Regions from separate parts of the Zea mays genome. Here region 2 is linked to region 1. A link is a contact called in public Hi-C data. All regions are on one chromosome and are shown on one strand. The core of a region is the stretch at or near the end of the contact, and the rest is flanking DNA. Distances in the headings are between cores, read along the strand shown.

Region 1 (6,312 bases), core at 1,515-4,014:
GGGATTAGCTAGGAAAATATTGTTCCTGAATTTCTGTTGTTTTATTCTTCCTTTTGCTTATCTATAATTAGTTTATGAAGCTTAAAATCATGATCAATGTTCAATTTCGTTGTTGAGAGTAATGTTCATACTGAAGTGGCACCATACTGTAAATGTTCTGTTATTAAATATCCAACTAAACATATGCAGATATTTTTTAAATTTTTAGTACATTAGCTTCATAAACAGTCCACCTGGAATTTATAATATAAGAGTTAGCATGGCTTAGAAAATTTTCATTTTAAAGCAGATTATGTTGTGGGTGAGCTCTCAAACGTAACACATCTTTATTATCTTGGATCCATTATGATAAAAAAAAAATTCTAACATACCTTGCTTATCAGGAAAAGAGACACTGAGTTAGACCCTGACAAACCATGCAAAGCAAAGCCAGCCGATGATTTTAATGAGATATTTTTCGCCAGTTCTTCACTCCATATATGCTTTTTCCATGATGGCTTTGTTTCTTTGTCAAACTCATAGAGGTCTCCAGTGGAACTGCACTGCATATCCAATCTTAACATTGGACCAACAACTTGAACAAATATACCTTATAGGGTGTGCAAATTAGACTATTGATAACTATGCCACTTATGTTGGATAAATAACATAAATGAGTATAGCCACAACTATCTAAGCAGGTTTATCATTTGTGTCGTTTAATGCACCAGTGTATTATTGTTTTATGATTGTTGTGCCCACATTTCAGGAGTAGTAGAAAAAACATGCTAAGTAGGAAGTGGTTCAGCCTTTGATCAGGACAGGGGCTGGGCAATCTGGGACATTCTAGAACTGTGTGTGTTTTTTAACGTAGACTGAAACACCCTCTAGTCCTCAAGAACACATGTTCAACGTACCTTACTGTGAACAGGGTCCCTGGCCGCAGATTTCCAGCATCAGATATATACGACACGTCTGCACCTGGAGGACGCCCATGGTAATTCCACCTGTACATTGATGATGTCCGAGCATTTAGTATTGTGTTCAGTAGGTCATGGTGTAGTTCGTTGTGATGAGAAAATGCTGTTTTAAGAAAAGTAGCAGCTAATTCACAACATTCACTTTAATAAGCACACCGTCAAATTCAGATCTCCAAATGTAAGAAAGTTTCTTTAATCCATAGAGTATATATGAAAGTCATTACATACGTCATCTTTATATGTTTTTTTTTTTCATTTGAATTTTGAGCTAAGATGTTACATGATGGGAAGTGGTTGAGGATTCAGAAATACTCCCTCCATTCCTTAATATATGTCGTCCGTTAGCACAAATTTGAACTACTATGCGACAAATAAAAAGAAATGGAGGTAGTACGGCATTGCGGGCTTACAGCTGCATACCTTAGAGGCTGAATTTCTGTTACCTCAAGCAGGGATCCATTCATGATAGACAGGAAAAGTTTCCTGATTAGGAAAATGTCAGTCAATGCATATCAGCCGATTTTAAATTAACTAGCAAATCACTTTTTTTTTGCAATACTTAGAAGCAAGCAGTACTGTACAGACTGACCTTCCATCATTGGATACAATCCCATTTCTTATACGCATAGCTTGACTTTGTGTTTTTAATCCAAGATTCGCTGACTGCTGGCTTGAGTTGAATGCCATCTCTGTCCAGATAGGCTGGGCATGCTCATTTAGCTGCAACTGAGAAAGTGCACAGAATATTGGAGTTAAATTGCAATTTAAATGAACTAATTTGGCAGAAAAATGTCTACTGGCTGTGTTCATTTTACTGGCCAATATCTCGCTCTTTTCTACGATATCCACTCCACCTTACGCTTTTTTATTTATTTATAGTGTAGGAATGCAACAGTTAAACCATCGGGATAATAAGTCACTGTTCTATCTATCAAAACACACAAACACTCACTGTTCTACGATTGAAGGATGACATCTACGACAGAGGTTTACCTGGTAGAGGGTTCCAGCTTCAGACAGAGCAAGGATAGTTGTATTGACAATGAAAGTTGCGGTGGCATACCCAGCCGAGGCAGGGAGCTCATGAGGAGCAATCACCCACACCACCCCGTTCCAGAACCTCTCGTAGATGGAGCCGCTCTGCCCTGTCACCCAGACTGACGACTCTGACATTCTTGTCAAGGAAATTCTCCTCCTTACAGGCAGGACAGGGTCTTCTTCTGCACCATCTCCCTGAACCCGCCGCGTGTCTTCCTCCTCCTCCTCCTGGCTCTGGACGGGAGGAAGGCCGTGTCGTCCAGGCTCCCTCGCCAGCCGCCCGATCGATCCTACCTTTGTGCAGGTGCCGTTGATGCAGGACATGAGGTCGAACGGCGCGCGTACTTGTACCCAGGTATTGCTCTGCTCCTGGTACTCCCAGAACCTGTCCGTCTTCTGCTCGAACCTCCTCGCTTCGTGCCTCGGGGTGGGACTCGGAGCGCGCCATGAACGAGCAGGGACCGTGGCCTCCAGGACGGCGAGAGCTGCGAAGCATGTGAACAACCACGAGAGGAACCTGGCCATGGCCATGGCCATCTTAGCAGGTCTTTATCCTTCGTTAAGACGCATGCTGCCGCGCCCCCGAGGTTATAGCTGCGCAGTCATCGGGACGACGGAGCCTGGAAAGCTCCCTGCCTCGCCTTGCCTGGGAGAATGGTAGTAGTGTATGGAAATGAATGGATATTTCAGTGGAGGGTGGGTATATATCGTCGATCGATGTCTCGGTGCAAGCCATCAGCTGTCATTTGATGGAGGCCATAAATAAAGCCCTATGGACGGTAACCTTGGTGGTTTGCTTTCCTTTTCAGCCGCTTTAGTACAACTTTCTCACCCGTCGCTGCTAATAATCTTTCGCCGATTTTATATATATATATATATATATATATATATATATATATATATATATATATATATATATATATATATATATAGGGTAGATAGTAGTTGCACCTCCCACACCCCTCTGAGAATCTGATGTCCATACGGTGTGGTGTGGGAGAAGAGAAGAAGGAAAAAAAACATGGGAATCTTGGGATATTTGTATCGGTGGAATCTGATGTTTATATTCATTGGATGGAATAAAAGCCATATCGTTTCTGCTGGGGTCGTTTTCTTTCACCTGTTCCTGAAACCGACGGTTGCTTAAGGAGTTCAAATGTCCAAGCGCAAGTCGCCAACGCTAACCTAACCACTGATGACCCCACCCATTCATCCAACCATGACTGACTGCAGGCCACTGAGAAGAAGAGGAAGAGGAAGAAGAGCAGGTGACAGGAGGAGCTCCTGCTGATATCAGCCTGGAGAAACTCTTTCCAGGCCGTTTTGTCATCGCCTGCTGAATGGAATATATACATCAGGTAAAGGTGGATGGTTGATCGGTCTCTAAAGTCAGCTGGATTGCCTTGCCGTTGGATTGTCAAACTGTAACTCCTTCTTCCACCATTGGCGGCAAAAGAAGAAGAAAAAAAATGTCTGGTTCGTTAGCAGCGCTAATCAATAGTAGACTAGTAGTAGGCGCTAGCTAGCCTCGGTCTTCGTCCTGAGATTGTCTAGTGATTTGTGCAGAATAAGCACCAGTGGCCTCCTCTCCGCTGAACCCTTTGATATAAAAAGAACAGGCGAGTGACGACGTTCCAGTACGTTAATCTCCGATCTCCTCAGGCCACTAATTGCCCTGCCACATGTTATTACTGGCTTGCTACTAGCTAAGAATTTTTTTTTCCAAGTACTGACTCTCTCATATAGGGCCGCCTGATTGGATGGCCGCACCACAGATATAACTTATTTTGTGTTGTGCGCGTGCAGGTAACCAAACAGAAACTCTAATAAAGTCAATACACGTGATCCAAGTGGCGCAGGACGAGATGATACAGGCAACCAACCAATCACACGGATATATCTCATCAGCTGCAAGTGCTAGTGCTGGACTGGCAATAATTCATTACGCCTGAGTGCCTGACCTGTCTATTGTGGCCGAGGTGTGACCACGTACTTGTGGTGGAAGCACGGTGCGTGCAGTCAGGCACACAACGATCGACGTAAAGAGGCAGCCGGCTTGCGTGCATGCCACGGAGAGTCCATCGCATCGCAGGCCATTTCTGGTGCACCGTCCATTCGTACAGGGAAGGGGTGGTACCATGTAACATCTGCTTGTTTTTTTTCTTCTTCTTTTCCTACTATATATATATATATATATATATATATATATATATATATATATATATATATATATATATATATATATATATATATATATTGTTTTGTTTTTTGCTTGTTTTGTTTCCAGTTCCAGCCATGGATTTATCACTCAGCAGTCAGCTCGCGGGCGGCTACGCCTAGCCGTCCATTTACATGAATGGACCGAGAGGGTAGCAGTAGTAGCTTCCCTTTCCGCTGCTGATTACCTGCTAGCTCCAAAAGCGATTTCCCCAAGCAATTATATTGGGACTCGACGCATCTCTCAAGCTAAAAATTCCGTGGTTCTATCTCTAATTACCACTCAAATTATATAATCTGTCAATGTTTTTTTCTCTCTCTCTCATGGCCTTGTTGCCCCTCTTCCTTGAACCCAACAAAAAACCAACGAATTTTATTATTCATAGCTAACCAGAGCAGCACAGATTTGTTAGTATATTTCTATTTATTTATTTATTTATTTTAAGACTTGACGGTGTTAATCTTTTAGTAATAACGTGCATGTTGAATTGCAGAGCCACCGGTAGTACCGCCTCATATTTTGAAAGTATCTATAGAAATTTAAAAACAGGATGTGTGACACATATGGTTTGAAGAAAAGATTTATTTATTTATTTATTTATTTCAGATATACACGACTTGTTCTCAAATAAGGTCTCGTAGTCGTGGATAAATAGAAGAGAATATTGAAAACCTAACCAGCTGCCCGAAGATTAACCTGTGCCGTGCATTAACACAGGAACGCTGACTCGCTGTAACAACGACTGACTCGTCCATCGACTCGAGTAATGACACCGTCCTTTTCAATGGATCATATTGGAGGATAACCCATCTGAGGCACCTGGATCTGCATGCGCGCGCCGTCATAAGAAGCTTCCCCGTCCATGAGATCGAACAATGTCTCCTCTTCTTCTGCGTTGAATCTTCTTCTATCTCTAGGACATGTCTAGGACGTGTTTGGTTCTTCTAGCTAAAGTTTAATCTATTTTAATGTCAATTGCTAAACTTTAGTTGGAAGAACCAGACATCCGTTATTTTAATTTTTTGTCCTATTCCATTAACTTCGGTACCCCAAACATACCAAGATCATTCCAACACTCCGCCACAACATGTTCTAGTGATTTTAGGGAGACTGAGCGTAGTTCTGAGTTGTTCTTTCCATTCTATGTTACTGAGCTCTTGAGATCTTGATTCTTGTGTTGTGTGGTTGTTTTTTGGCTCTTGTGTGTACTCTCCCTCTCTCATGTGCTGCGTTTTGAGTTGTAACTCTAATTTCTATATACGTCTACAAGAGAATCCAATTTATGAAGATTCCTTAAGACAAGGATATAATCGATATAAAGAAGATCGTGGCACTCAAGTAGATCATTGGAACACTTGAGAGGGGTTGAGTACAACCCTTGTCTATTAGGATACCACAACGTAGAGTAGGCAAGCATTTGAGGCTTGACCGAACCATAGTAAAAATCACTGTGTCTCTTATGCTTATTTCTTTGTGATTTTTCTTTCTCTATCTAAGTTCCATCTTTCACTTATAATATTGCTCTTAGTTGATTTAATATCTTGAAAGAGCAATCAAGTGAAGTGAACTTCTCTCTTCTTCTCACTCTGTCTTATTTTGTACTAACTCTTAATTTGGATTAAGTTTGTGTTTGAAGTTGTGTTTTACAGGGATCACCTGTTCACCCCCTTTAGGTGCTAACCTTATTTCCCTAGTTCGCGAGAACCCCAGGTACACTAAAATGAGTCCCAAGGAGGTGCTCGACAAGTATGTTAGCCATCAAATGATGGTTAAAGATGCAAAGTACATCAACGACGTCGCCAACGGGAGCCTCCCCTACGCTGAACCACAAGTTGTCTCTTTCAAAGCAATAAACGACAAGGATGCGTACGTGTGGTTACAGGGTCGATACACATATCGAATAGTGGTATCGAGTACCTTATTGTCTAGGTCATGGCGACCGAATTTTTTATATTTTAGCCCTTCCTCGGAAAAAAATACACGTTTGGACCTTAGAAAATTTTAATGTCATTTTTGGACCCTCTGCTCGGCGCCATTGCTAATGGCGCCGAGGTAACACAGCTCGGCGCCATAGGCTATGGCGCCGAGGTACGTGCT
Region 2 (6,599 bases), core at 174-2,673, 260 kb before region 1:
TTTATTTATAAATAAGGATGTAAATGGTATGAATATTATCCATCTGTATTCGAATTCGATCCATATAAAAGGTTTGAGATCCGATCTACATCCAAGTCCGAGTATTATTTATATTCGTATCTATATACTCAAAGTTGAAAATTAAGATGTTAATATATATTCAAATCTTATCCGATACAACTTGATAATATTTGTATCCTATTCGAATACCCAAAAAATATAGAAATAAATATGGAACATGTAATATCTATCGGTATCGGATTCAATTACATCTCTATCTAGGAAGTCGAAGACTCATTCGAGGCCGCCACAAACTCTTCAGTAGGGATGGCAACGGGTACATACCTGTCGGGTAGTACCATTCCATACCTGTACCCATCAAAAAAATTATACCCATTAGGTTACCCGTATATGCTCGCGGGTATAAAATCTTTACCCATATCCGTACTCGTGCGGGTAATTTTACCCGTCGGGTAATCTGTACCAGCTAGGAAAGTCTTAAATTCCAATATATTCATCACTCATAATATTAAAATAAACATACAAAAACAAGTTTAACTTCACATATAGCAAATTATATGATTACATAACTTGGTAGCTAGACAAATGATAGCTAGAGATGGGTTCCATTTTAGCTAAGATAGATTCTATTAGATGATTATAGTGCTATTGATGCGGTTATATTTTATCCATTGGTAGACGGGTATGAATAATACCAACCCGTACTTGTACCTGTCTACCCAACAGGTAGAGGTTCTTGCTCATTAACATACTCGTAAGTAGATAAATTATCTCGTACCTACCTTTATATCGGGTAAAAGTTTTTGAATTGCGTTGGGGGAAATCTACCAAAGCTAGGCAGATAGATAGACTCCTTTCCCGCGGCTAAGGGAGAGCAAGAAACTAAATCACATGATTTTTCACCAGCGCCCTTTTTTTTGCGGGTACTAAGAGTCCTCTCACTACCAACCAGCAGACATCATCATCTGGCTGAATCTTGCCGGTATCAACAACGAGAAAGAAGAACCAAATGGAAACAACAACTAACTATGGCTCTTGGCCCAGACAACGTCCTAGGCGTAGGGGAGATCAAAACAAGAAGTCACGCCTAAACGACGACGCCCGTCCTGGGCTGCAGTAAGTAGATCGAGAGGTCGTTCCGCCCCTTGTCCTCGAAGATGGGTAATATGTTCTCATACAATGTTGCTCCAACTTTTTTCTAGAGGGCCTAGCTGGCGAGCGATCCCAGTCCGCGGCAGAGAACACGTCGGGTAATTCGGGTAATTGCCAATCATCTCTTTGTCGTCCTAACACCCAACAGGCTGAGCGCCGTGCCGCTTGAGCGCCTTGGGCCGCTCCCTTCCGCAGACCGCGCGCCACTAGGCCAGCCCAGCCGAGTAGGCCGCCTCCCACCTAGAGGCCGAATAGGCCGAGCGTGCGCCCGTGCTCAAGCGCCCGAGGAGCTCCCACCCAGCCGCCAGTAGCCTTTGCCGGCCTGAGCGCCACTTCTTATGAAGCTCCTACACATGACAGCGCGCCTGAGAAGACCGAGTAGGACTTTGCCCTGATGGGCCGCGCTCATCCAGGCTGAGTGCGGTGGGCCGCTCGCCAGGCCTTACCGTCACGCCACCGCAGTGGGCTGTTGCTAGTGCCCGCAAAGAAGAGATGCGTCTGATCTCTCTTTTTTTCCTTTTTTTTATTTTTCTTTTCCTTTTCTGACTCTGCCATGCAAGCATCCAACTCAACGCTTTCTGGCTCATTGGTATCCTGCGTGAATCGATCTAGACCTTGGGTGCGTTGATAAAGCAACATCTGCATATAGCGAGGCTGAGTCTACACCTACACATGCAATGTAGGCCAAAACATATTCTCCAGCTGCATGTATGGATACGCCACAAAATTCAGTTTCTCGTGGACCACGCTCGCCCGAGCCAGGCGCCACTTGTCTACCTAATCAATCAGCCGATTTATGTTCGTCTTCAATGCATGTAAATGACACGTGCACCGGGGTGAAGTCCAAAACATTCCGCACATTTTCTTGGACCAAATACATCAGTTTCTTCGTGAACTTAGGTCTTGTTTGATACTGCTTATCTTCAAAAAAATCTGATGAAGTTAGTGAAGTAGGTCATTAGAAGCTTTAAAAAATCATGAAGCTGAAGATGGAAATCTTTAGAACACATTTAGATAAGTTATTTTGTTTATTATTTAGATTAAAAATATTTTTTAAAACTATTTCAATTTATATTATAAACTACAGTGTCACATTAAAACTGAACCTAGAACAACACTTACCAAGCATGTTACATCAATATCAAAACACATATTTACACACATACATTACGTTCAAAAATCATGTAAATCACTTTGCCAAACCAATGCCAATATAACTCAATGTTTTGTCACACGTGATTTAACAATCTTCCCTTTGTGAAAGTATTGACAATACCACACAAACATTGAATATTGACATTCCCTTTTAGAAAAAAATGATTAAAATTCAAAAGCAAAGTGAAAAAGAACGACAAAAGATCTAAACCAAAATATTCCCCTAAAAAGAAGATAAATATGCAATATTGTGCCATGTGTTTGTCAAAATCCCCCCTTTAATAGTAATTTCGTCAACAATACACCAGAGATAACTTTGATTCCCTTTGTACACATTTGGATAATGATGAGCATTATAATTAATCCATATTTGTACAGATACTCAACAAAGGCATAGTAAAATATAGTCACACTTCCACATCCATGTACACATGATTTAATCCAAGCATAATTAAAAATTGAGGAGTCCACTAAGGACCGAGTTTCTCTCAACCCTTTTCTCACTCAAATGATCACCAAGATCGAACTTGAGTTTCACTTTGCTTTTCTTAAGAGATCAGAGTCTCCACAACTTCACACGTTGAAGGCTCTTGATAGCTTTACAATCAATGGATGTCTTGCACCAAGACTCAAGAACACAACACACACTCTTCTCTTATGCACTCTCTCAAGGCTCTATCTCGATTCACACACAAACATTAGATCTATTTCTCAATTCTCTCTTTTGTGGCACTTGTGAGGCTTTGGTCTCTTCAGGAGTGTTGCTCTAATATATTGAATGGGTCGATTGGGATGTATTTATAGCCCCAAACCACCGAAATAGCCGCTGGAACACTTACCCAAAATTTGCACTGAATTCGGGTGCACCAGACCATGGATAGTGCTTGGTCCAGTGCACATCGGACCTCTATCAGACTGTCGTTTTAGTGATCGTTCTGAACTAGATATTAGGTGTTAGGTGGAAATGGACCGGTCTAGTGCACCACCAAACCCTGACACATTGGCGCCACGTTAGCTCGATCATCGGGCTATCCAATCTGACTGTTGTGTCCTAAAGGTCCGATGCACCAGCTACCTTTCTCTAGGAACCAACCTCTCTGCATAAGTGGTCTGGTGACCGATCCGTTGCACACCGGACCGGTCCGATGCACCAAGCTTTCTGAGCCCGATAACAAGTCCTCTGTGTAATCGGTCTGGTGCAACGTAGATCAACAAACTTAAATTCTTTTTGGGATTTCCTTCCTTGCCTTTGCTTAACTATTTTCTTGGGCACTTCTATAACTTATACAACCATATCTAGAGTCCATCAAACTGGTCTAAGTCATAGTTCTTTGTCTTCTTGATCAACTTAACTTATTTAACTCATATTTGCTCAAACTTGGCTCTGAAAGACCAATTTTAATGTTTGACCTTTTCTACTTCTATTAGGTTCTCAAATATGTTCCTAGGGTCATTTAAAAATTATCCAAGTACTTGAACTATTCATAGTTCATCTTTTCCAAATTATGCCCTTTCTAGATGAGTTTTGAGCCATAGTTCATATTAAATCTCCTAATTTCATTCTTATGAATCCACAACCATTCATTCACTTAGCTAACTAGTTAGTCCATAACATTGTGATGGTCATAAAACACCAAAACCAATATAAAAATATCTTAAAACTCAATTTCCTTTCATTCGCCCTAAAGATGCGAAAAACTAGAAGTATTCAAGCTGTTAAAGATAAATATTAGGGGTATCCAAGATCAACTCAGCAAATAAGTCCATGATAGGTGGGACCGAGGGCTCAACCAAGATGTCTAGGAGCTCAGGCCACATGTCAGTAAAACGTCTTGCTTGTATAGAATTACCAAGAAGATGAAGGCAACAATCGATATCCAAGTAAATATGGTAAAACCTGGATGATAAGGGTAATATGTATATAAAGATAGAGATAATCATCTAGAAAAGTAGGGATAGACTCGGCTAGGTTCATTATTATCCTTATCTGGTGATCAACCCAGATAACTTTCCCTATAATCACTGTCCCTCCTTGGACTATAGAAGGAGGGCTCAAATGCCCCAAGAGGGTAGATCATCTGTCATATTGCATAGGCAATAAAACCACTACATATGACATAGAATATTATGTCACATTTAGAGCCTATGCCTATTTAAATCATCGAGTCACATGTACCTTTACCTTCAGTTCTCAATCTCGTAATCCACCAAATAAATTCACTACCGAGCAATCCTTGACAATTGACACACCAGGTAGGGGAATCGTGTTGATCATTGCAGATTTGATGGTAATCATAGGTTTCGCACAAAGAGAGCAGATTTTCTTTGTTTAAATAGGCCTTGATGTCTCGGTGTACCTAGTGTCGTTCACCTAGGCTTTGGAAGAGCTAATCTGCACCATGGCATAGACATAGCATCTTTCATAGCATCGTCTCGGACTCGGAATCTGGTATAACTAGGATTCTGACTCCAACTCGGACTATAATTATACAAATGCACATATATAGGCCCTGTTTTGTTCCTAGAACTAAATTTACGTCCCTGTCACATCGGATATTTGGATGTTAATAAGAATTATTAAATATAGTCTAATTATACAAGTAATTGCACATATAGGAACTAAACGATAAGACAAACCTATTAAACCTAATTAGTTCATGATTTGCTCATATGATGCTAAGTAAAGATTTGATAATCATTGATTAATTAGACTTAATAAATTTGTTTTGTCGCTTATTCTTTAACTATACAATTAGTTTTTATAATTAGACTATATTTAATATTTATAATAATCATTCAAACATCCAACATAATATAGGCTAAATTTTAGTTCATATAACCTCATAGTTATATATATAAATGGGTCAAAAGGGCCCCATATAAGATTTTTCCTAGGGTCTTGAAATCTCAGGCGCCACGGCCCTAGGCACGAGTCTTAGAGTCTCTCTCCCGACAATCTTCGTGACAGAGCTCGGCCACCATATCGGTCTTGCCGAACTCGGACTCATCCTTGTGGGAGAAATCTTCATATTGAGTCATTGCTACACCATCAGCAGTAAGCTACGGATACCGCCATGCACCTAGGTTGTGAGTATGACATTACAAGGCAGAACAGAAAGAACTTGGCTATGGTTGAGTCTAGTCGGCTCAAGCCGTAATTTCCCTCTCAAACTTCATCGTTAAGTCATTTATGGGCTAGTTGAGCTGAGTCAGTTGGCCGAGGAACTTCAAGTCCCCTTCTTTCGAGTCATACTATGGTCGCACTAGTCCATTATATTGGCTTGTAGTTTATCAACTCTCTATTATAGCAGCATACAAGGACACATCAGGTGAATTATCTGCCAATATGTCTTGGGTCCACTATCAGGTTGTGGTTGTTTGGCCTCTCAGTCAAATATATCGATTCATGGGAAGAACTGAAGCACAAGTTTATTAATAACTTTAGCATCACCTGCAAGCAGGAGAAGACCCAATGTGACCTTAAACAAGTCATGCAGAAGAAAGGCGAGACCTTGCGCAGCTACATCAAGCGTTGGTGTGATGTAAAAGCTGACATTTTTAGCATGTCTGAGGAGATGCCATCTGCGTTGTCCATAAGGGCCCTAGGGACAGGGAGCTCCCCTAGAAGCTCGTCTGCAAGGCTCTAATGACTCTGTCTTCCCTCATCCAGGTGGCCAACAAGTATGCCATGAGCAATGAGGTCCTCCAAAACATGTCCTCGTCTTAAAAGAATAAGGGGAAGGTAGAAGGAAAAGCTAAACCATATAAGAGCTACGATAAGAAGCACAAGCAAGACCTTTGAGCTTCCATGGTTGATTTAAAGTGCATCTAAACCCTTTGTGGGTTTTGGTGATTTGAATAACAACACACTTAAAGGACTAATAAATTTGATAAGTGTTGAATAGGAAAGTAGAAAAAGCAATCATGATTGAAAACAGTCAAGAGACAAGGTTTGATATGAAAAATATCTCATGTACATGGATTGCTCATGATAGAAAGATATAACGGATCAACACCAAACAATGATGGGGATATCCCATAAGTAAGGTCTTTTGGATATATGGTGATGGGATATTCCATGAAGATCAAAAGACAAAAAATCATCTATCAGATAATCAGACATCAAAGGAGACAATGTACAATGGATATAATATGGTCTCTATATTTGTTTTAATATATGGACAAGACATGAGAAATCAATACGCATTGATATGATCAAGCTAGAAATATGAAGATGAAGATTGAAGTGAATAAGAGGAAGTGTCAATCCA

The links. A called contact is a pair of places that touch in the nucleus more often than the background predicts.
Region 2: a Hi-C map of ear shows a contact between it and region 1, with 2.9 times the contacts expected there. The contact joins the enhancer-like site here to the promoter of LOC103634660 in region 1. A contact is called at or near these places in 5 of 25 Hi-C or Micro-C datasets (ear, endosperm, leaf and 1 more).

What each region holds. Positions count from the first base shown.
Region 1 is chr8:2,722,993-2,729,304 of Zm-B73-REFERENCE-NAM-5.0, reverse strand. LOC103634660 reads right to left here and starts at 2,764. Exons shown (of 11, transcript XR_002263998.2): 1 at 1,953-2,764; 2 at 1,549-1,685; 3 at 1,380-1,442; 4 at 897-986; 5 at 372-537.
Region 2 is chr8:2,980,710-2,987,308 of Zm-B73-REFERENCE-NAM-5.0, reverse strand. No RefSeq gene overlaps it. Among protein-coding and RNA genes, the nearest start is that of LOC100501819, 110 kb to the left of the region's middle. Within about 2 kb of position 1,423, at least 17 of the 20 cell types and tissues checked have an H3K27ac peak or open chromatin away from gene starts, as enhancers often do. A contact at or near this core is called in ear, endosperm, leaf and 1 more, where this site is marked.